Regions from separate parts of the Gasterosteus aculeatus genome. Here region 1 is linked to region 2. Evidence: chromatin contacts called from public Hi-C data. All regions are on one chromosome and are shown on one strand. Each heading gives the region's core, a stretch centred on a gene start, on an enhancer-like site or on the middle of the called end of the contact. The rest is flanking DNA. Distances are from core to core; before and after follow the strand shown.

Region 1 (4,572 bases), core at 914-3,413, 98 kb before region 2:
ATTGACTCGCCTCTTTTGGACGATTCATGTTTCAATCCGTTTTCTTGTAAATATTTTATCTCATATCGGTTATTGTTGACATGTCTATTTGTGTGTGTCATACTAGGGTAGTTGATTTTATTCCTGTAAAGGGAGACACACGGTGATCCATTAAATCAGGGCGGCTAACTAAGAAGCCTCTAATGCATTTATTTACAAATGCCATTTCAAATTCATCTCATAGCACGTGGTTGTTTTTTAGCTGTACTTAGAAGGGGTGTATACATTTACTTAACTAGCACTACAATGATGGTAATAATTTAATGAATACGCTTCAAGTGAACATGGGGTGTGCTGAGTGAGTATAGAGAACAAGTTCTGATGTTAAAACAAATCCTGTTAAATTTTCTGATTTGTATTTTTCTTTATTTTTTATGAATTATTAAGTTCAAGGAGCAACCAGTACATTTTGGAGTATTTTTGCAATGTGAATTTGCAGTTCTGTTTCAGAATAAAGGGTTGGAAATTAAAGTTTTCAGTGATTTAATCAAAGAAAAACTGGCCCAAGGAATTTGAACATAATTTGAATTAAATAGTTGAATGACTAAGGAAAATATCATTAACAGGAATGGGATTAAAAAAAAGACCAATTACTGCTGCTTTTATAGAAATTTTGTTGGTGAAAGGAACGAGGCCCTTTGGCTCGGGACCGCTTCAAGCAACGACTCCTGAGTACAATGTGTTGTGGATAAGCATATTAGGAGCAGCATTTTGGGCCCCGGGCTCGGTAGGGAGACGGGTCCCCGTCCTGTCGCGGGGACAAAGACTATTGTGTAAAAGGAGAGAAGCTTCTTGTTGTCTCACAGTAAAGCCTCCGGTCAGAGGTTTTCACATTCAATGGCGTTGTGAGGGCTGGGTCTGAAGCCAGGGGCCAGAAAAGTTATAGAACCTTGATCTGGAATTAAACCGCATTGACATATTTGTTTAATATTTATATACTGACGAGGGCCGGGGGGTTCGTTGTTTTTTTTCTTTCTCAATCATACATATATATATAATAATTTGCCCCACAGGGATCAGTAAAGGATACTTACTTGCTTTCATGTGTTTTGGATGTTCTAACCACACATGGTGCTCCTCAGTTAAAGGAGAGAGCATTCTCTGTACCAATCGGGCAGGAGCAGGTCACTCCACCGTCGTCACAAGTGGGATCATAGAATACTACTTCTACAGATTTAACTCTTCACCGAGAACCCCGCTGCTCGTTGTCTGCTATGTTCTATCTTGTTTAGACCTTGGTTTGTCCTCAGTCCTAGTTTCCATTGTGTCTGAGACAATAACGTTAGAGACGTGAACAGTTTCATATTACATGACATATTTAGAGATATGGCTGAGTCCCTTTGTCCTTAGTTACCTATTAAATACCTCCCTCTGATGTAACGTTTTATCCAAAAAGGGTCTTCCTTGGGTCGGTCCCAGCCACATGAAAGAGAACTTGTCTTCTCCTCTGGTACATACTGTTGTCATAAAGCGTGATTATTTAGATTCACACCGTTTGAATATTGACAGTTTGACTCCAACAAGAGAAGCTGTAGTTTTGATTAGAATTAGAGACACACTTCCTGCTCCCTGCTAGCTAACCTTCTTCAATGGGGGTCATGTAGAGGCCACCATCATCATCATCTTAGACCACCCATCATTAATGAATGTATCAAATCCTCTAATAAATAAGTATCCAAGTACCATATAAAAGTATACTGCAATAAAACTACTACAAGTAAGTTCTACTCCATAAGCAAATGAGTTTAGTATTTTCGTCCCCATTACTAGCAATTTCACAGTTCAGCACAATTTTAAAGATATACATTTTGAAGTTACATTAATGTTACCCCTTTAAACTGATTTGTATCCCTAAGACAAGCTGTACTTTTTTCAGAAACAGACCTGTTTAAGGAATTGCACAGGGTGACGTGAAATAAAACCAGTAATTCTGGCTTTAGCTAACTTCCGGTAAAGTGCAGTGGAACCATGGTGGAACAATCATGGTAGAACCCCTGCTAAAAGTCAAAGGATGAGTTACCACTCCTCCTCTACCCATGCAGCCCAATGAGGTCCCAACATCTGTTGACATAGGACAAATTCCGAAAACACCACTGGAGCATCGAACCGGTCTGAACCGTCCATCCCTGAACAGTGAGGTGGAAGTGAGGAGAGGATGGTGTTCAGACGGCCTGTTGTGTCTGAAGGGTCATGGCGCCCTCTGTTGTTCATGAACAGACACGGTTTTGATAAATAACTGCAGCACCACTTAAATAGAGTTGGTTTTTTTTGTGAATTTTCAGTCCATTCCAGTTTCATTGCATTTTGACACTAATGCTTTTATATCAAATGCCTGTTTAAAACGTTAACCCACTGAGCGCCAAGACCCTCCGGAGGAATGGAGAAGTATTCTTTTGTCTCTAAACATTCCCCCAAACCACGGCTGTTTATTAAAGCCATGAACCTAAATTTATACTACGTGACTTTTTCCTTAAATGTACGGTTTACTCTAAACAGACACTGGAACGAAAATTAGATTCTGAGGGCCTCAGTGCCTGTAAGCCATGGTTGATTCACCTGAGATCAAATGCAGTGAACTTCCAGGCTGCAGGAGAAAACGGGACCGCAGGGATGTTTGGCCAGAACTGCTTGGAAATGATGATTCACCATATTAAACCTTTTCAATAAAGTTTTATACAGATTATTGATACTTTGCATTTGATTATCATTTGATAGATCCTGTATATTGTAGATTTCTTTTTATTGATCTATCATTTGCTCCGTACTGAAGCTGAGTGTGTACTTAATGATGAACGTGTTGCAGCGTGTCTCAATTGAACCAGATTGTGTATTCGGCAAAGCTAACGTGGATGTGTCAAATGGATTACATCAGCAGAAGAGAGAAAAGGGACCAAGTCAAACTTTTAGACAAAGCTGATCTCGTTTTTTGCCGTCATCGACTAGTTGCTGCCAATCGGGAGGCATATTAGCAGAAAATCTGCTAGTGGTCTACGAGTATGAGGATTATTTATTTTGCCACCATTCAAAAAATAATATCAATCGCTCTGAAGTCTAATTGTAACTGATTTATTGTCCTGACAAGTAGGCCACGCCCCACTTTGGTACTCGATCATTGCAGCATCCTCTTTTTGTGTTTCCACTCTGAATCAATGATTGTTTCATCATCCACTGATCCATCAAATATTGTACGACTAATTTAGTCTAAAAGGCTTACAAAGGAGGCCAAAAAGTGATGTCAAATCCTACATCAAGGTGTCCAGTTTTGAAGAAAACCCCAAACTGCTTAACATTCGAAAAGACTGGCACGGCAGAGCTATTTCAAATAATACATATTCTTCAGTAAACACAGGTGTCTTCAATTGCTCTGGTAGCAAAATATTCAGTGCCTAAAGTTCCCCTGTGCGTCCTCTGGGTGGAGCCGTGCCATCACCGATGAGCTCCTCCCGAAGTAATATGTCATGTGGGTGAACCCCAACAGCACACGGCACATAAGTCCAGCCTTTTGGGAGGACGGATGCAATGGCGCGCAGGAGAAATCCCACCCTGTTGCGCGTCAGGGATCAGTCGCTGTGTGCCGACCCAGTGAAGAAGAGTCCTGTGTTTGATTTAAAGAGCCATCAGAAGGTCGGTTGTAGCAGCTGTGGGCCGTGGAGCTGGCTGACTGACAGCTGTGAAGACTTTTGGTGGTATTTGAGGCGATGTGAAATAGCTCGCAAAAAAAAAGAAGGAAGAAGCCACATCAAACATGCAAAAACATGTTGTCCGGGGGTTTCCTCCAGTGTCACTGAGCGGGATCCTTTCCACTCTTCTGCAGCAGTAGTGAAAGGGGAATCAATCAAATAGAACGCAACGTGTTGTCGATGATAAGCAGCTGGAAAGAGATTCTATAACATATCCCCTAGTCTCCTTTAAGACTACTTTAAGAGCCCCTTTATTTACTTTTGTTGTTTATTTAGATGTCAGACCTGCTTTCCATAAAAAATCCCAACACAGGTGTTTTCTTTCAAGTTACTTTTGCTCGATCTCGCTCACACTTGTGACCCACAGATGTATCCCCCCATATTTCTCTCTCAGGAGGGGCTCGGGCTGCACTGCGTAATGTCATAGGTAGGCCTGTGATTGATCATGGCCCAGTTGGCCTCCGTCTGTTCTTTCCTGTCTTTGACTAAATAAACGTTTCCCTCTGTGCTCGGGCCGTTTATAAAAGCTCCTTTCCGCAATACCGCCGATGCGCACGTCTATCCATCAGCCTTACTCACCTCTTACTCTCTTGGTGTGTGTGTGTGTGTTTGTCTGGTGTCCATCTCCCCTCCTGGTTCTCCTCTCTTTCTGGCCTTTTCTGTCGGCCTCCCGGCAGGCTGTGCTGCACATGGTTCAACCCCCGTAGTCTTTTATTTTGCAATTTTAATCTCAGCAACATTCGCATCCATAGTCAACTATGGAAGATCTTTCATGTTTTGTATTATTTATTTATTTTTATTAATTTTGAGCTTCACATTGACTCCCAATTGAAGTAGATGCAATTGGAAAAGC
Region 2 (4,960 bases), core at 542-3,041:
CGTCTGAGCCGCAGACCGGTCCTTTCCAGGTGATGTTGGTGCAGTCCGGTGCGCACACGCAGCGGGGCTTGCTCCTTCTGTTCATCTTGCATCTCTTCCCGGGCCCGCAGTCAACGTTATCGCAGGATTCTAAAATGAAAACAAAAGAAAGGAAAAGTTAGGTGACTGTTGGGCGACACGCGCGGGAGAGCGCGCGGCTCGGCGCTCTGGGGATTTTGTGTCACGAAACGACTTGTGTTGTGTGTTACGAAGATAACGAAGGGAAAGGAGTGCACCTCCACCTTTGCAAGGTATGCAATTGGGAGCTCCGCCATTGAAGATCATCCACCTAAAGAGCGTGCTGTTGGGGACGTCCTCTTCGGTCCAGGATGTCCCCAGCCTCCCGCTGCGACAGCACTCCTCCCTGCTCATCCCGGACATGTAGAGCACCTGGCACCTCCCGTTCTTCCCCTGCTGCAGCCAGCAGTTCCCGGCTAAAAAAAAAACAGAAGAAAGAGAAACGCACGTCTGAAACCGCTGAGCCAGACGGGCTAGACACACACGCAGCCCGTTTTTATCAAAGCCCCCCCCCCCCCCCCCCTCTCGCGCTTTATTTTGTCATTTTTTTCCTGCGAGACAGTTAACACTTTCCTTTCCCATCTGTGAGTGACAGCCATTACAATGCAACCACAAATATACAAAAAAGTGAGAATAATCTATGCCGGAGGGGGGGGGGGGGGGGTCCTTTATTCCCAGAGCCTCCTTGTTATTGCCGTCTCCAACGCCTCCGAACAATATCCCAGACACGCATACGCGCCAGACGCCGCCTTCTCCGCAACGAGCCAAGGTACAGATCATTCAAATATTAGAATAACGCAGTATTTATCCCGTTTCTCGTGGTGCAAAAATGATCCTTCGATACAGACAACAGCAGGATGTCTGAGCAGAAACACACGCGCACACGTACACGCATGCCAGGACGCGTACACGAGCTGGTGCACTGCTTACATCGAGGAAAGATTAGATATATATTGAACCACAAGCTCCAGAACGAAATGATAGGCGCAAGAGTCTCCATTTGGTGTCCTAAAGATGTGAAGCTGCGCAACGCACGCAAACGCACGCCAGGTCGGGTGGATTTGTACGGGGGAGGGAAAAGGCTTCTAACGCCATCTAAAAACTCGTGTGGATGTTTCTAAAGTTTCTTTCGAGGGTTTGAAGACACGGTGCGGCTCTTAAAGTATCCCAAAAGGCTCAGGTGGGTAACACGCAGAGCTCGCGCCGCCACCAGCGCGGCGCGCCGCTTCCAAGTGTGTGCCGCGTAACTGGCCTGTAATCCCACTTCCAAGTGTCCCGTATGGCACCTGTTTTATGGGCGCTATACGCGCGCACGCACCGTCGGATGCAGAGTTTTTTTCCTCAGCGGGTAGAGGGGACAGAATGATAAGGAAAGTCACTTTGAGAAGTTTCCCGGTTGCAGCAAGTATCCTCCGACACTCGGACGCGTTTTACGTCGGAAGTTTATCCTTCGTTTTTTTAAACGTACAAATAAAATAAAAAAAAAACAGTTGAAGAGATCTTACCTTGCACTTTTTGATGTTCCATAAGGTGACAAAGCCATATGAACAAGAGTAAAAAACCCGGGTGAAGGTGGTGTTTCAGCATCCTGGACATGATGGAGAAGCGATGTGAGCTACGTATTTGAAACAGGCAGCGCAAAAAAGTAATCTGCTTAAGGTGGCAGTGTTGAATAAGTGTCAGTCTGAGAATGCAGCCTCTCTTTTTAAATCTATAAGGGGTCTCGGGTTGACCGTCTCTGGTGGGCGGTCTCCTCTTCTCATGGGGGTGGGGAGATTTTCTTTCCTCTGTTTTTTTCTTTGCCAAAGTTCTTTCAATCCCAATCAGGTGACATAGTTACGAGCAACTTTCTCGTTGCCACAATAATTGGAGGATATTGGCGGATATTGAAGGCTCTAATTTGTAGTAAACATGCGGCACGCGAATTACGCATCTTTTGCGGTGAAACAAAAGCGCAAACGCAGCAGGTCAGACACACTGTGTCTGTTGGTATGGGTTTGTGTTTCGGTGGGAAATACAATTATTAACGTTTTATTTCTCAATATGTAGGTTTTGGTTTTTCATCATCTATATATGAGTGCATCTCGTGCAGCATACGCCTTCAAAGCTGTAAAATACCAAACTCATGAATATGAATATTAATGATAATAATAGTAATAATAATCGAAATAATGTTATTCATTTAATAATAGTGCTGATGAAGGTCATTTTCACTCATATATCAGGGACTTTTTCACTGTATGATTACAGGCCGACAGCCAAGATATCCGGACATACCGTCAGTCCTTCAAATTAAAATGTTGGTAACTGATATTTCTTTTCCACCAACTGCAGACAAAAGTGTAAATCTTTTGCTAAGAGCTGCCTTCGGGGTACACATCCGCGGCCCAGACAATAATAGAATTCCCAACAGCCCCGCAGCTTCTCGGCTAATATTAGAACAGACAGTTGTTTGGGTTTCTCTCCCGGGTCAAGCTTTTAAATATAATCAAACCTGTTTCCGAAGAGGCTTCAGACGGACGAGCGGGGTGTTGCGTTTCATTGAATGAAACACGGCCACGCACGCGCGCGCGCGCACACACACACACCCTCACACGCGCACGCGTCCACTCACACGCCCCCCCCCACAAACTCACACTGGGCTCCGCTCACTGACGCACAGGCTGAACTCCGTCAGAAGTCCTCGCGCGACCTCTTCTGCGGAACTGTAGTCACAGCTCCGCAGAGCAACGCGTGAATGAGACACCGGGAAGAAGACACTGTAACCCCCCCAGCACAGCCCCCCCCCCCCACGCCAAATACCATGTATCTGGTTGATCTACAAACTAGTAGAATATGCAGCTCTATTAACCCTCTTTTGACAGTCTCTTCATTTCTCTTGTTTGAGATGCATCCATCCACAATACAAACAATTATAATTCAAAATAATGTAAATGTCCTCTCTGGCTTCCTTCGATTATGTTGTTGCGAATCTTTGCACATTCCTGCTGACTACATATTTAACAGTCAATAAAATGATCTGTCAGAGGGGAACATATTCTCCTCATATTCCACTCAACCAAGCAGAGGGAATATTTGGAACATGAACACTACGAGTACCCGAAAGCTATATGAATACACCGGTCTCAGATTTACAGGATCTGAGTCTTTTTTAGAGTCGGAGCTTCCAGAAAACACGCGTGTTCATCAAAGAAAGAAAAGAAAAAGACCCCAGTGATAGTTAAAAAGAACACAATGAAACCCTTGAGGATCACATTCAAAGTCCCGTTAAAAGGTCATTGAAATACATTATCAAATCATTTGCTAGGACATCTTTTTTTTTTTATTGCAACATTGCAGGAATGGGAGAGCAATCATCTCATTGTGCCACGGGTCAAGTTTGGTTGGCTGAATCTGACAATCATCTTCAGGGAAAATCCCAGAGATGAAAGGTCATTTCACCACCTGTATCACATTTCATCAACTATGGAATGAAGTCGAGCCCATGCAGGCTTTCCCAGATCAGAAATATGCTCCATATTAGACAGGCCATATTTCCATCGTGCATTGTGGAAAGACGCTGCTGGGTGCTGGAGGGGCCTGTTTTAAACAAGGGGGAATGAATTTGAAGTTTAAAGGGGAACTTGAACAGCACTTGTGTTTCCTGCATGGGAGGGGGGTCCGAGAACGGTTCTTCTCTGCAGGGATGAGGTTCCAGTGAGAAAGAGGGGGGGCAGGATAAACACAACCTCAAATGGGTCTTAAGTTTTTACTTGATATTACGGAGGGTTCGATCGTCACAGAATTACAGGTCATCTGTATATTGCTGCCACCTTGTGGCGAAGCTCCGCCAATACACTTACATACATACATTAGACACTACATTACATAAACGTTCGAGGAGCCGAGGCGCGTTAATAACCCTTTGCCCTGATAGTGATAAATCATTTTGAAGATGGAACAAAGTCTTCAATCAGCTTATTAACAGGAAATATTGTATCTTCAAAGATTGTGACAATTGTATTGGGTTTGATAAATTAAAAAAAAGCCTAAATATTTGCTTGTTCAAACTTTCTTTGTCTTACAAGGCAGAAATGTAGGTTTTTGTAATGTAAATTGCACGAAACAGCCAACATGTTTTGTTGAACTATTAACTAAGAAAATAATCTGCAGATAATAAAAACACAATATGCTACAGAAATATACATACCCACAGTGGTAAAACAACAACAAGATATCTCAATAAAAACAACAACACCAAGTAGCCACTCCAATGGCCTGAGGGCGTCTCATCTTTCCATAAGATAAAAGCCGACATAAACGCTAATCACTTTATCTTACAGTATGTACAGTACAAACAAGTGCGACAGCCCGTCTACATTTTCCTAATTAGAAGCTGTTATGTCTCGACCATGTTGCCCCGTATGTTAACAAAGCCAAAGGCAGTGTATAAATGAGATCCCTTTACAGTGTAAACCTCCACATCAACTTCTCCAAAGGCCCAAAAAAAGACTTGTGCATTCACATTTGGCAAAAATACACTCCTTACAAAGTCAGTGTCCACAAAGCTTAAAAAAGACAGACCAATATTAAAGATAAAAATGATTGAATACCAGTTATCCACAAACTGAACCATTTCAGTAGAAAAAGGTCTCCAGTGATTGAGCGGCGGCCCAGTAGCACTCTGAGAGCCGGTGACGTGCTGCCAGTCTTCCTCGCTGGGGGGGTTGGCTCCTCGGATCACAGCACCTCGTCTACATGCGGGCGGCTCTGCGCGTCTCCATCCGCCTCCGTCTGGAGCTGCTGGTACTTTCTCTTGAAAAAGCCAAACTAGAGAGGAAAAGGATTCGAAAGCAGGTTTATTCGCTGTGCTCACCATGGAAGAGATCTACTAATGTTCCTCTGTGTGGTGTCACTGCTTACC

Evidence for each region. Hi-C and Micro-C count contacts between places; a contact is called where the count stands out from the background.
Region 1: a contact with region 2 is called in a Hi-C map of whole body, with 8 times the contacts expected there. The contact joins the enhancer-like site here to the promoter of fsta in region 2. A contact is called at or near these places in 4 of 6 Hi-C or Micro-C datasets (liver, skeletal muscle and whole body).

The regions. Positions count from the first base shown.
Region 1 is chr13:3,694,487-3,699,058 of fGasAcu3.hap1.1, reverse strand. All of the region lies in intron 1 of arl15a (ADP-ribosylation factor-like 15a), which reads left to right. Among protein-coding and RNA genes, the nearest start is that of arl15a, 18 kb to the left of the region's middle. Within about 2 kb of position 2,163, at least 1 of the 9 cell types and tissues checked has open chromatin away from gene starts, as enhancers often do.
Region 2 is chr13:3,595,659-3,600,618 of fGasAcu3.hap1.1, reverse strand. It overlaps fsta (follistatin a), which reads right to left and starts at 1,791. Exons shown (of 6, transcript XM_040195889.2): 1 at 1,563-1,791; 2 at 282-473; 3 at 1-129. The coding sequence starts at 1,653. itga2.2 (integrin, alpha 2 (CD49B, alpha 2 subunit of VLA-2 receptor), tandem duplicate 2) reads right to left here. Exons shown (of 31, transcript XM_040196378.2): 30 at 4,960; 31 at 3,357-4,866. The coding sequence ends at 4,777.